Regions from separate parts of the Mus musculus genome. Here region 1 is linked to region 2. A link is a contact called in public promoter capture Hi-C data. All regions are on one chromosome and are shown on one strand. The core of a region is the stretch at or near the end of the contact, and the rest is flanking DNA. Distances in the headings are between cores, read along the strand shown.

What was found. Promoter capture Hi-C pulls out the DNA fragments that hold promoters and counts their contacts.
Region 1: a promoter capture Hi-C map of hippocampal neurons shows a contact between it and region 2, with 2.6 times the contacts expected there. The contact joins the enhancer-like site here to the promoter of Crtac1 in region 2. A contact is called at or near these places in 4 of 39 promoter capture datasets (the C10 cell line, hippocampal neurons and liver), 1 of 484 Hi-C or Micro-C datasets (embryonic stem cells) and 1 of 115 datasets of contacts at active chromatin or transcription factors (pancreatic cancer cells).

The regions. Positions count from the first base shown.
Region 1 is chr19:42,793,432-42,798,943 of GRCm38.p6, forward strand. All of the region lies in intron 11 of Hpse2 (heparanase 2), which reads right to left. Among named protein-coding and RNA genes, the nearest start is that of Hps1, 16 kb to the left of the region's middle. Within about 2 kb of position 2,005, at least 57 of the 459 cell types and tissues checked have an H3K27ac peak or open chromatin away from gene starts, as enhancers often do. A contact at or near this core is called in hippocampal neurons, where this site is marked.
Region 2 is chr19:42,428,368-42,433,757 of GRCm38.p6, forward strand. It overlaps Crtac1 (cartilage acidic protein 1), which reads right to left and starts at 3,421. Exons shown (of 15, transcript NM_145123.5): 1 at 3,243-3,421. The coding sequence starts at 3,266.

The DNA of each region.
Region 1 (5,512 bases), core at 755-3,254, 360 kb after region 2:
CTTCCTCCATGGGTCATGACTTTTCAACAGAACACTAAGTGGCCCAGCCAAAGCTGAGCTATCTCTCTTAGATTCCCAGTTTCCGTGAATTGCCGAGGGTATCTAAACTATCCAAATATTGGGACAACTGTGTTTTATTGCCTTTTGTTTTTACAGAGTTTGAGTTACTTTCCAATTTCTAAACCTGTTTTCTCAGTTTTATGTGTTAATTGAAATGGGATTCTATGTGTCAATTCAGAGTCAAGCCCTCTGACCCTCCAGTTCTTCGTGGGAGCATCGTGGCCCGGCCACTCCACCCCCATTGCTTGCCTGCAATGTCTGCTCCTCACGTCTTATGGTTCTCAGTAGTCATGAGCGTCTAAGTAGGGGTCTGACTCTTCTTAGGTCCCAGGATAGAACGTCTAACGACCGTATCCTTTTGCAACCTTGTCTCTCTCTGTGTCTGCGCATGCTTTTATGGGGTTGTTTTTAACAGAAGCACACTCCGGAGCTGGTGTCTGGTTTTGACTGGCATTTTGGGGGGCCTTGAAGGGAAGATGAAAAAGACCTCAGATCTACCTTAGACACTGAGTTTAGGTTTCTCCAGAGGATGGAGTAACAGATAGATCGGATGAACCTGAGGTCTCCTTTGTCCTGTTTGTCAGCCAGGCTGCCCAGACCTAACAGCTAGCCTAAGGCAAAGTTCACTATTTAATTTAGAATGATCCTGAACAAACAGAAATCTGAGCGTGCCATTCACCTGTCTAAACGTTCACTGGCTTCTAGAACATCATCTGCATTCCCCGAAGCCCGCCCTTTTATCAACACCTCCAGCTCCTTAGAGGCTCATTCTAACTTCCGCCCTTTCTAGTCCCTGTCTACCACTTCCTTCGCCCTGTGCTGCAACTTCTCTGGTTAGTTTTTCTAATCTCAGGGCTCTTCTGTCTTTGCTGTTTCCATTGTCTGGAACTTCCTCCACATGCTGCTGTGTCTTCTTTAAAGACTGATTTTCAATTTTTGCGTGCATGGAGGGGGTGATATTTACACACTAATGCAGCCCCTATGGAGGCCAGAAGAGGGCATTGGAGTCCCCGGAGCCAGGGCTACAGGAGATTGGAAACTACTCAGCGTGCGTGCTGGGAATCAAACTGGGTCCTCTGCAAGAACAGAACCTGTTCTTAACTGCTGAATTCTCTCTCCAGCCCCTGACTCTTTTCTTGATGGTCTTGCTTGTTCTTTATATCATGTACAAGTGCCCCTCGAAAGTGTCCCATAATTCCTTGCACTTCTTGGGCCTGGACTTGGATTGTAAAATTCTGTCTGCTTGTCCTCACCCCTGATAGGAGGGCTGATGACCATCACGTTCTTTATTCTCTTATCTATCCACATCTGATACAGCTTATATTACAAGAAACATTAAAGTCAGAACTACAATTGAGAAGGGGGGACAACAGACCGCAAGTCCAGAAGCTGAATTCTGTCTAGATTTCAGACATTAAACGTGTCGGTCTAGATAGGTTTCCGGTCACTTCCCGTAGGCTTCTAGATTGTAAATAATGCGACTGACAGCAAGAGAGGAGTAGGGTCAGGAGACAGAACAAATAAGAATTTTATGTGTTAATGTGCACAGTTGCTCTCTCCTAGCCCGACGCTAATTTTCGGCCACTAGGGGGCACTCTTGTTCTATACAACAGCGAGGGGAGCGTCAGACTGCAGGGTTGCTCCCAGGAAGCCGAACTAGTCCTCTAGTCCCTGCTGTCCTCACCCCATCTCCCCAAGGCCGGGAGGTGTACCTAGCGCTTAGTGTGTCAAAGAAACAAATCTTAGTATCAATCAAACCCAAACCCAAACTGCACTGTGGCCCCCTTGGCAGGGGCTCCGTCTGGAGTGGGGCCCAATTTTAAGGAAGAGCGCGAAGCAGGGATGCAGTTCCTGGGCGGTGAGAGCTTCCCAGCCGGATTGCCTAGGGGGATCCCGCCGCAGGTGCGGAGTCGCTGGCCCCGGCGCCAGGCTCTCCCGGGTTCTGGGTCCCCCGCCGCCCCCGGCCGCACCTGTTAGTGCAGCTTCCTGAGCTGGGCTGGGAAACTGGTGTGTGCAGCTGCCCTGCCCTCCTCCAGGTCAGGCCCAGGTTAGAGTCGGAGGGGCCCAGCCAGGTTTCAGGACCGTGGGTTTGCGTCCCTTCTGCTCTAGGAGAGGCAGAGGAAAGGAAATTCCTTTCACATGGCCCTGAGTAATGCCGATGCATCGGTGATGGTGGCCAAGGCTTCATGAGTTTTCTTATGATTCTTTTGATTCAGGCAAGGCTCTGGATCCCCTCGGAGCGCTCCTATTTCTCAATGATCTTTTTTTCAATTGCGACCTAACGCTTCCTTCCCTAGGCTCCCTTCCTTTCTTCATCCTCAGTAGTTCGTACTTAGCTGTCTGGCTTTTTCCTCCCACAGCAGTTCAGGAACGGGACTGGCTGGGCTGCTACAGAGAGGAGACCAGAAGAGACAGGAAAGACTGGGAAGAAAACGTCCCGTCCCGTTCCCCTCAATCCTCTGGGGTGAAGCTTTACTGCTTGAAGCTCATCCAACTCTGCATCCTGCCCATGAAGGGCACACCGAGGGTCTGAACGGCTTTGATCTAGCTTTTCCAAATGCCTACTAGCACTGTTTCACGTGGCACAGGGGAAGCTCACAGGTTCAGTGCCAGGGATATAGATGGACTTTTTCTGTATGTAGCAGATTGGGGGGGGCATGATTTGAATGGTGTCCCATCTAAATCTGCACAACCGGATTCCACCATGTGCATCCAATGCCTTAAAATAACTTAGCACACATGGCAGACAAGATGAGCACCCAGCTAAGGAACCTAGATTTTTACTGATATTGCTGACTTCCACCTGGTGAGAGACTCATCTGGGGGGCAGTTTTAAAAGAAAATTTAATCCTGCAACCATCTCAAAGCTCCATGTCATAGGCATATCACACTCAAACCACAGGACACAATTGAAACCAGAAACAGAAACTACAGCGCCATGACTCCACAGCTAACTGTGTCTTATTCTCATTGTAAAGAGCAGTTGCCACAGTCACCAAGTGGTAATTAAGGGGAATTACTCATATCTGCATGGTTCGCTGTGATGTAAAGTTAATTACAACAGACTTAGGCTTTGCCCACCAAGCCAAAAAAGTCACTAGAGCATGCAAATGTGTGGCCAAACACACTGTAATAAACACATTATATAGAAAAACACAAATCGAAGGAAAATCAAATTTAGCCCGGATTTCAACAGTTTCTGTGGTCTAGTGCTAGTGTATCTTTGTGGCCTTTCTCCTCACCCCACAGGCGTCCCATATTCTAGTCCTTTGTGAGATTTGCCACCTCCAGGGCAAAATGAGCCTTGAACTTGTGTACTTCCAAACCTCTGTAAGCTTATCTTGCAGCCTCAAATGGCCTCCCATACTACAAGCCTTTCCTCGAAGCATGGCTTTCTGGGTAAACATAGTGGCTTTAGACTTTTCCAGATCCCAAGCCAGAGCTCTCTCCTTTCCTCCGGCTTCCAGGCTCCTGTGTTGTTCTTAGAGTCCTTTCTGTCTCAGAGGTAATGCATCCGTTGTGGAGACCGAGGCATCTTTCCCCAGCCCTACTTGTGTGAAGCAGGTAGAGGCAGTGTGGGGCAAGAAAATTCCCTGTATGGCAGAGTGCAAGTAGTGTGGAGAGTTTTTCCAAATATAAGTATAAGTTAATCTATAAGCCACACTTGAAGTAGGCTGATGACTTTATGGTCATGGCTCCCTGGATACTTCTTGAAATCCATTAAAGCAAGTAGAGAAATATCTCCATTTTATTGGCTTTTGACAGTGCTCTGTGTATCACATCAGCACTCTGTATGACCTTCTGAGGAAAAAGAATAAGATGTTCTATAGATGTCAAAGGGCAATATGTGCCATAACTCTCAGCCATTCAGGTAAACAGAAGCATGGAAGGTGTGGTCTTCAGTGGTTGCTGGTGTTTGGCAGCCAGGAGACAGGTTTGTGCTGTAGGCTCTGTAGGTGGAATAGACCACCTCTTGACTCCAAGAAACATGGGTTCAGGACTCAAGCCCATCAGCAGGAATGAACAGGAGTAGAACTTGTCACCTCCTAAAGGTGACACATTTACATCACCAAACCACAAAGAAGACGAGGGCTGGCTCTTCTCAGTCTATCATGAACCACCTACATACTTAGCTTTCCTGCCCTTAGTTTTCGAGCCAGCCATTCAGGGCCATGTTGGCCACACCATGAAAAAACCATCCTACGGGAAGGACAGAAATCCCTGCCACGTCAGTGTGAGGGGACAGGCCCGAGCCATGATGGGCAGCTATGCAGAAAGTCTGCAGCTGTTGAAAGTGAGCTGGAAGGAAGTACACTCTGGAGCTAAGAACAAACGGGAGGCTCTCAGAAAGCAACAGTGAAAACCGTGGATCCGCAAACATCTTGGTTTAAGATGTCAAGTCACTGTAAAATAGAAAAATCATTTCATAATCCTATAATCTGCACATTACTAATCTGGGATTTAAAACAAAGCAAACAATAAAGCTTTGAGAGGCCAGCTCTCAGCCTTTTACTCAGGCATGAGAATTCCCACAGGCTTAGGGCACGTTCACACCTTTGGCAAAATGGCCTGGTGCCTGGATGGGGAAATCAAAGATGTGAATCATCTGGGACCCGTGTTCCAGGGTTTATGGAAGGCCAATCCTTCCCAACTTTGGTCACATATTTGAATCACCTAGGGAGCTTTAAGAATTGCTTCAGCCCAGAGATTTGGGTTAATTGCTCTGGGGTGTGGTGTGGGCACTGGGGTTTGAAAGCCAATAGCTGTTCAAAGTGCAGCCAGGGTGAAGCAGCACCAGGGTGAGAAGGGATGGAGACATTTGCAGCTGGGGTGAGGGGAATCAAGTAACCCTCTGGCTGTCACCGTCTGAGTTTACTTTGGATAAAAGGTGCCTTCTTGACTCTTTTGCAATGCCATGAAAGGAGGCCATGGTTTTTAACCCAGGATACATGAATTCTTCTAAAAGGAAATATTTTGGTGAATAAACTTTAGTGGACATTTCTGCCCTTTCAACCAAAGCTGCCCCACACATGTACACTGTGTGGTGAGTGAGCTCTTAGTACCAGGGAAGTTGTGGATAAGTACTTAACACACGGGGCGCGCGCGCGCGTGTGTGTGTGTGTGTGTGTGTGTGTGTGTGTGTGTGTGTGTGTGGTGCACCCAGGCAGAGGAAGCCTTAGCAACGACCTCACACGGAGAAGAGAGAGCTGAACACATTGTCCCTTTGGACAGCCCTGCTCCTTCACATCCCTTAGTTCCTCCTAAGTCCTGGGTTGTGACACCAGCTCCATAGTGACAAGCTTTACTTAGGAAGAAGAAGATTATGGGGGCGGGGTGAAGAATATCCCACCTGGCACCTTTACTACATTCTCAGATCTGCATGCTATGATTTACTTAGACCACAACATACATATTGTTACAGCTACCACCTCATCGTGAGCCACAAAATACA
Region 2 (5,390 bases), core at 2,171-4,670:
GGCACCAGGGTTCCTAATGAAGAAAGGCCACCAAATCTGCTAAAGTTCCAAGAAGAACCAACCCCAAGGAAGTGCATACGGTACGTAAAGAAACTGGGTGATAGTGGAAAACAGAGTTACCCATGGACCCACCAGACCAGCAGAACAGAAGGACATCAGAAATGAGAGCATCTTCTAGGTGCCCCAGATGCCAGAAGAGAAGGGATTGTTTGAGACCACAGCCTCTACTACGGTGACCTTGAGCTGAGAGCGGCAAGGATGAAGGACATCGGGGAAACACTCTTCGGGAATTTTTTTTAGTTCACCTGGGATCTGAGTTTGAGGGGGTCCCACCAGCAGAGGTGTGACTGCAGGACAGAGAGACTGTTCCAGCATGCCTTAGAGGATGTCTAGGCCTCGCCTTAGGTTCTAAGACTATCTGGTGAGGGCCTGCGCATTTCTGATTCCATTGCACGGAGTTGCACAGCTTTTGCCTAAAGATCATTTAGAGCAATAAGACAAGACAGTGGAGGGAGGAGAGAGGATAACTTGGAATTTTACAGCCCGTGTATGTTCATTATGAGAGCTTTATCTGCCCTTGTCTTCTTGCAAAGAAAATTTCCCTAAATTTACTAAAGCTATTAGTATACTCAAGTCTGGCCAGTCAGTAATTACCAGTGCCTACTGCGTAGAAACATATGTCCATTTTCACAGCACAGAAGAAGCAGGTCACTGGAGTGGAGAAAGCTCCAAACAGGGAACTGGGAATCCTGGGGCTTGGCCCCATCTCTTCTACCAAACAGCCATGTGACCTTGGGCAAGATACTACTTTTACTTCAGCTGAATTTTTTTGTAAATACATTGTACAGGGGAATGTTGGGAACGGGGTGAGGTGGACCAGATACTCCCCAGTGCTCCTCTCTTCTTTTTTCTAGTCTTAAATATTCTTAGGTTCCAAGAATTCAAAGAATACACAGATACCAAGCAAAAAAACAATGATCTCAGAGAGCAAGCGGGGCTATGTATCGGCTCTGCCTCCCCGGAATATTCTGCCATCCCACTGCTTCTGAAGTCCTAGGACCACCTGAAGTCACAGGACATGTGGTGGAAGGGTCCCAGTCCCAGTGTCCTCAATCACAATGGATGATTGTTGAGGGGTTGGTAGCCTGAGCTTTCTTAAAGCATTAAGTTACTATGGCCAGTGAAGGGTAAGAAACAAGTCACTAGTCCTGAGCTAGGTGGTTTTGGTGCCCCCTACTGGTCACCAAGGAGCCCGCTCCACCTCCAAGCTTCCACTGATTGGAAGGAGGCAGGAGAGCTTGAGGACCAACTCAGGTGGTCACAACCTGTTTAACAGAAGAATTTCCTGGTCGTTGGCCTAGTCTCTCTAAGAATCTGTGTTTCAGTCTCGGCATTACATAGGCCATTGGTCTACTCATTCACAGGGCTCCTCCATGCAACCATAGGATACCTTAACCAAACACCCTGGTGCCAAAGAATAAGCACCAGGGTTCAGAAGGCCAGGTGTAGTCCAGACAGAGAAAGGAAGACAGAGCAGCAAGCAGGTATATCACTGCACACATCCCTAATGGAAAGAAGGTCTTGGGAAATGCAGCAAGAAATGTTGACTGCAAGCAAACAGGGAATGGGGGTGGGGTGGGCATGGATTGGTAAACCCACACACACACACATAAAATCATTAGCCTAACGCAGGTATCCAAGGAGTTTGAACACATGCCCATTGGTAGGGTTGTACTACGGTGAATGGCTCAACCCCAACCCATCAGCTACAAGAGCAGAAGCCACCGGCAGCCTTCAACCTTCTCCAGAATCTATCAGCACCAACTGGAGACCAAAGTGTTCTAATCTAGTCCAGCACCAAGAACTAAACTCCCTTCCTTGCCTACCAAATTGACTTTAGAACCTGCCTCCAGAAGAGGCTTTTTAACCAAGACAGGAAAGAGAGAGGGGGAAAAAACGCCTCCTTGAAGACCATATTGGGCCAACTGTTCATATTCCCATTTTTCCACCCTCCACGTCTCTGTCTCAATACCCAAGTGTGAGGAACTGTTCAAGTCTCTGGATCTGCTTTAATTCAACGTGGGTACTTCCTGTCCCAAGTTATCATGGTTTCAAATCTCCCCTGATAGCTTTTCCCCAGGAGTTCTTCCCAGGTTCAACACAGCATCAAACCGCTGTCCTCTACTCTGGGAACCTTCTTGCTTTCTTTTCCAACTGGCTTCATTTTTCGAAGTCTTGCACCCATCCCAGAAGGTACCTCAAGTGCAACTCATGAACGCTTCCAGGAGGACGGATGAGATGTACAGATGTCACGGTAGGTGAACCCACCCAATAGCAATAGTAATCATTAGTCATTCAAGAAGGAACCCCCCACCCCCACCCCTAGGGAGGCTCCCATCCCAGCTGGGATGACTTTGGATTCTTTAGTTGGTTTCTGCAGAAGCGGGACTAACCAGGGCTCCCAACTACTGTACTGCAAAAGAATCACGCTGCATTGCTGGGCATGCCCCCAAGCCTGCCTGCTGCCCCACCAAAACCTTTATCTGATTCCATAAGATCAAGGGGGGGGGGGACCCCATGGTTCCCCTAGAATGCCAGAAAAGAGCTTGCCTGAAACATCCTTAGCTAGAAAGCCAGACCACACCTCGGTCCAGCAAAAGGCGGCTGGCAGCTACGCTGTGTACCGGGCTGGCTCCGGGAGCACTCTGCCACTCAGCGCTGTGCAAGGGGAGACAGCTCGGCTTCCCGGGAGAAGAGCTATGCCCCGGGGGATCTTCCCCAACCTGGAAGCGTTGGCAGTCGGCCGAGGATGGTAGCTTAGTCGTCCCCAAACTGAGCCCGCCAGCTGGGTGACTCCCCGGGTACCCTCAGCACAGCCTTCACCTGCTCCGCCCCCTACTAGCCCCATTGCCCCCTTCTCAAACCGCTGACCTCCATCCTCTGTGCCACTAACACGTTCTCTGCCAACTGTGGGCTGTCACCCCCACACCTCGGCTCCCATCTCTTCCACCACCTCCAGCCTGGCGCCCGCCTTGCCCCCAGCCCGCGGGGAGGATCTGCGCGCCAATAGAGTCCAGCGCCTCTTGGCAAGTTGGGAGCAGCGTCGCCGCCTTCGCAGTCCCGATCTTCCCAGGTCCCCAGCTGCATCCCCGCCACCCCTGGGGGCGTGCGGGGAGGGGTGCGCTAGGCTGGCGAAACTTTCTCCGCCGGAAGGGGTGGGGGCTCCAGGAGCGGATACTCACGCCCGGGTCAGCGCTCGGAGCCATCCTCTGGCTCTCTCAGCCCCACCGCTTGGGGGCGTCGGAGCGCGGGCGCTCGATGCTGCCTCTGCCGCTGGCGCCGCCGCCTTGCAGCGCCCAGCCCTGGTCCCGGGCTGGCCTCGAGCCTCCCGCCCCGACGCCGCGCGCTCGCTTTATACAACTCCACTCGAGCGCGCCCGGGCTTATGTAAAGGCTGGCGGAGGCCCGCAGCCAATGGCGCGGCAGCTGGAGCCGGGGCCCAAGCTTGGGGGGCGCACGCGCGGCCAATCGCGGCCCGGGGAGCCCGAGGAGCCGGGTGGGGGAAGGGGCGCCTCCCCGCGCTGATTTAGGAGCCGGGATTGCGGTGGCAGCAGCCGGCAGCCAGGCTGGCCCGGCGCGGCGGGCATTGGGGTGGGCGGCGGCGCGGGCGGCGGCGAGGGCGGGTGCCCCCCGTGCTCTGCCGCGCCCCGCCGCCGCGCCGCGTAACCTTCAGGAGGCAGCGGGGCCTGGCGAGTGGGGAGAGGGCGCCTTGAGGGACGCTGGGGACCGGGCGGGCGGGAAGCGGATGTCCCCGGGGGGGGGGGGAGCGCGGGGAAGGCAGTGCAAGGGGGGGAAGGGAGGCCGGCGAGCCCCAGGACCCCGCAGCCACGCGGAGCGCAGGGCGGGGGGTAGCGGCCGCGCTGCTGTCTTTCTGCCTCCCAGATAGCGATCTGGCGGCTCCCAGGCCCGGCCAGAGCGGCCGCGCGAGCCACGCCGATGGCGAGATTTCTCGCTGGGGAGCGAGCTCCGAGTCGATCTTTATCCAGCCTAGGGACGTGTCCGAGCGCCTCCGGGGGACTGCTCAGTATGGGGAACAGAGCTTCACCACGGTCCCAGAGGGCGGGGAGCAGGCGAGCGCAGCTCGGCGGTCAGGCGCGGCGGCCCAGGCAACTGCGGGCAGAGTCTGCTTTCCCACATCCGCGCCCTCCGCCCCCGCAGGCAGAGTCCTCACCGTACCTAGCCCCCTCTCCAGCAACACCCACCAGGGCTGAGCCTGGCCCACCTGCTCAGGGCGTCTGCATCTTTTGCCCACACGGAGTACTACCGCTTGCTCTTTCTCCGTTGTCACCAGCTGGCACAGCTGGGTGCAATGGCTTTGGTCTCTCTGGCCCAAGGGTAGTGGTGGGAGAGCAACTAACATGGAGATGACTTCGTTAGTAGCTCCCCATATACCTGTGTTTGGGGCAGGTAACTTGCTAAGGTCCACATCAATGGACCTTTTGCATCTACAATAGAACCAGGCTTATAATAGGTGCTCAGCAAGTAGTGAATTTTGACCTTTCATGAATAAGACCGGTGGATTTCTGAAAGCCAGACCCGAGGCCTCGGAGAAGGATATGGGACTCTTTGCTCAGCTCCAAAGGCTTTGCGATCACTACTCACTAACTAGCTTGGCGTCTGTATGTTTGACGCTTAAAAAGACTTGGATGAAGGTTCTGCTATAGAGTTCCCTGTCAACCAGTTCCTAGCTGGACCTGGTTATCTCCCAGTACTGATTAGAACTGTCAGCCCCGTTTGTGCTCTTCTCTTAAAAGCAGAAGCTAAGCGTAGGCAGAGTCCATCTCTTGGGCCGCCAAGGAGCTCCTCAGCGGTGAGGAACCATTGAGAATCTGGCGAAAGTCACTGGCGTCTCTTTCTGGAAAAACTGGCCAACGTTTACCCATAAGTGACTTTCGAGTATAATTTCAGGATCATTAGGAATCCCGAGACTCTGGGTGCTCGACCCAATATCAACCTGTTTCTTCAGGGTTCCAGGCCAGTGGTTTGTAATCAACCTCTCTCTAGGGGTCGGAGACTGTTCTGTACCCTGTGAGAATCTGAATGGATGTGTGGATGTGCTTCTGGGAAAGATGCTCTCTCTCTCTCTCTCTCTCTCTCTCTCTCTCTCTCTCTCTCTCTCTCTCTCTCGTGTGTGTGTGTGTCGGGGGCAGGGGGTGTTGCTAGAACATAATCCAAGGTTCTGCATCAATACACTTCATCCAGCAGCAAGTACACTTGGTCCCAAGCACACCCCTGGTCCCCAGTTCCCTCCAAAGGAGCAGCAGTAGGCTCAGCATCCCGATGGCTCACACTACCGCCCTGTGCTGAGGATATCTGCATCTGTGTGGCTGT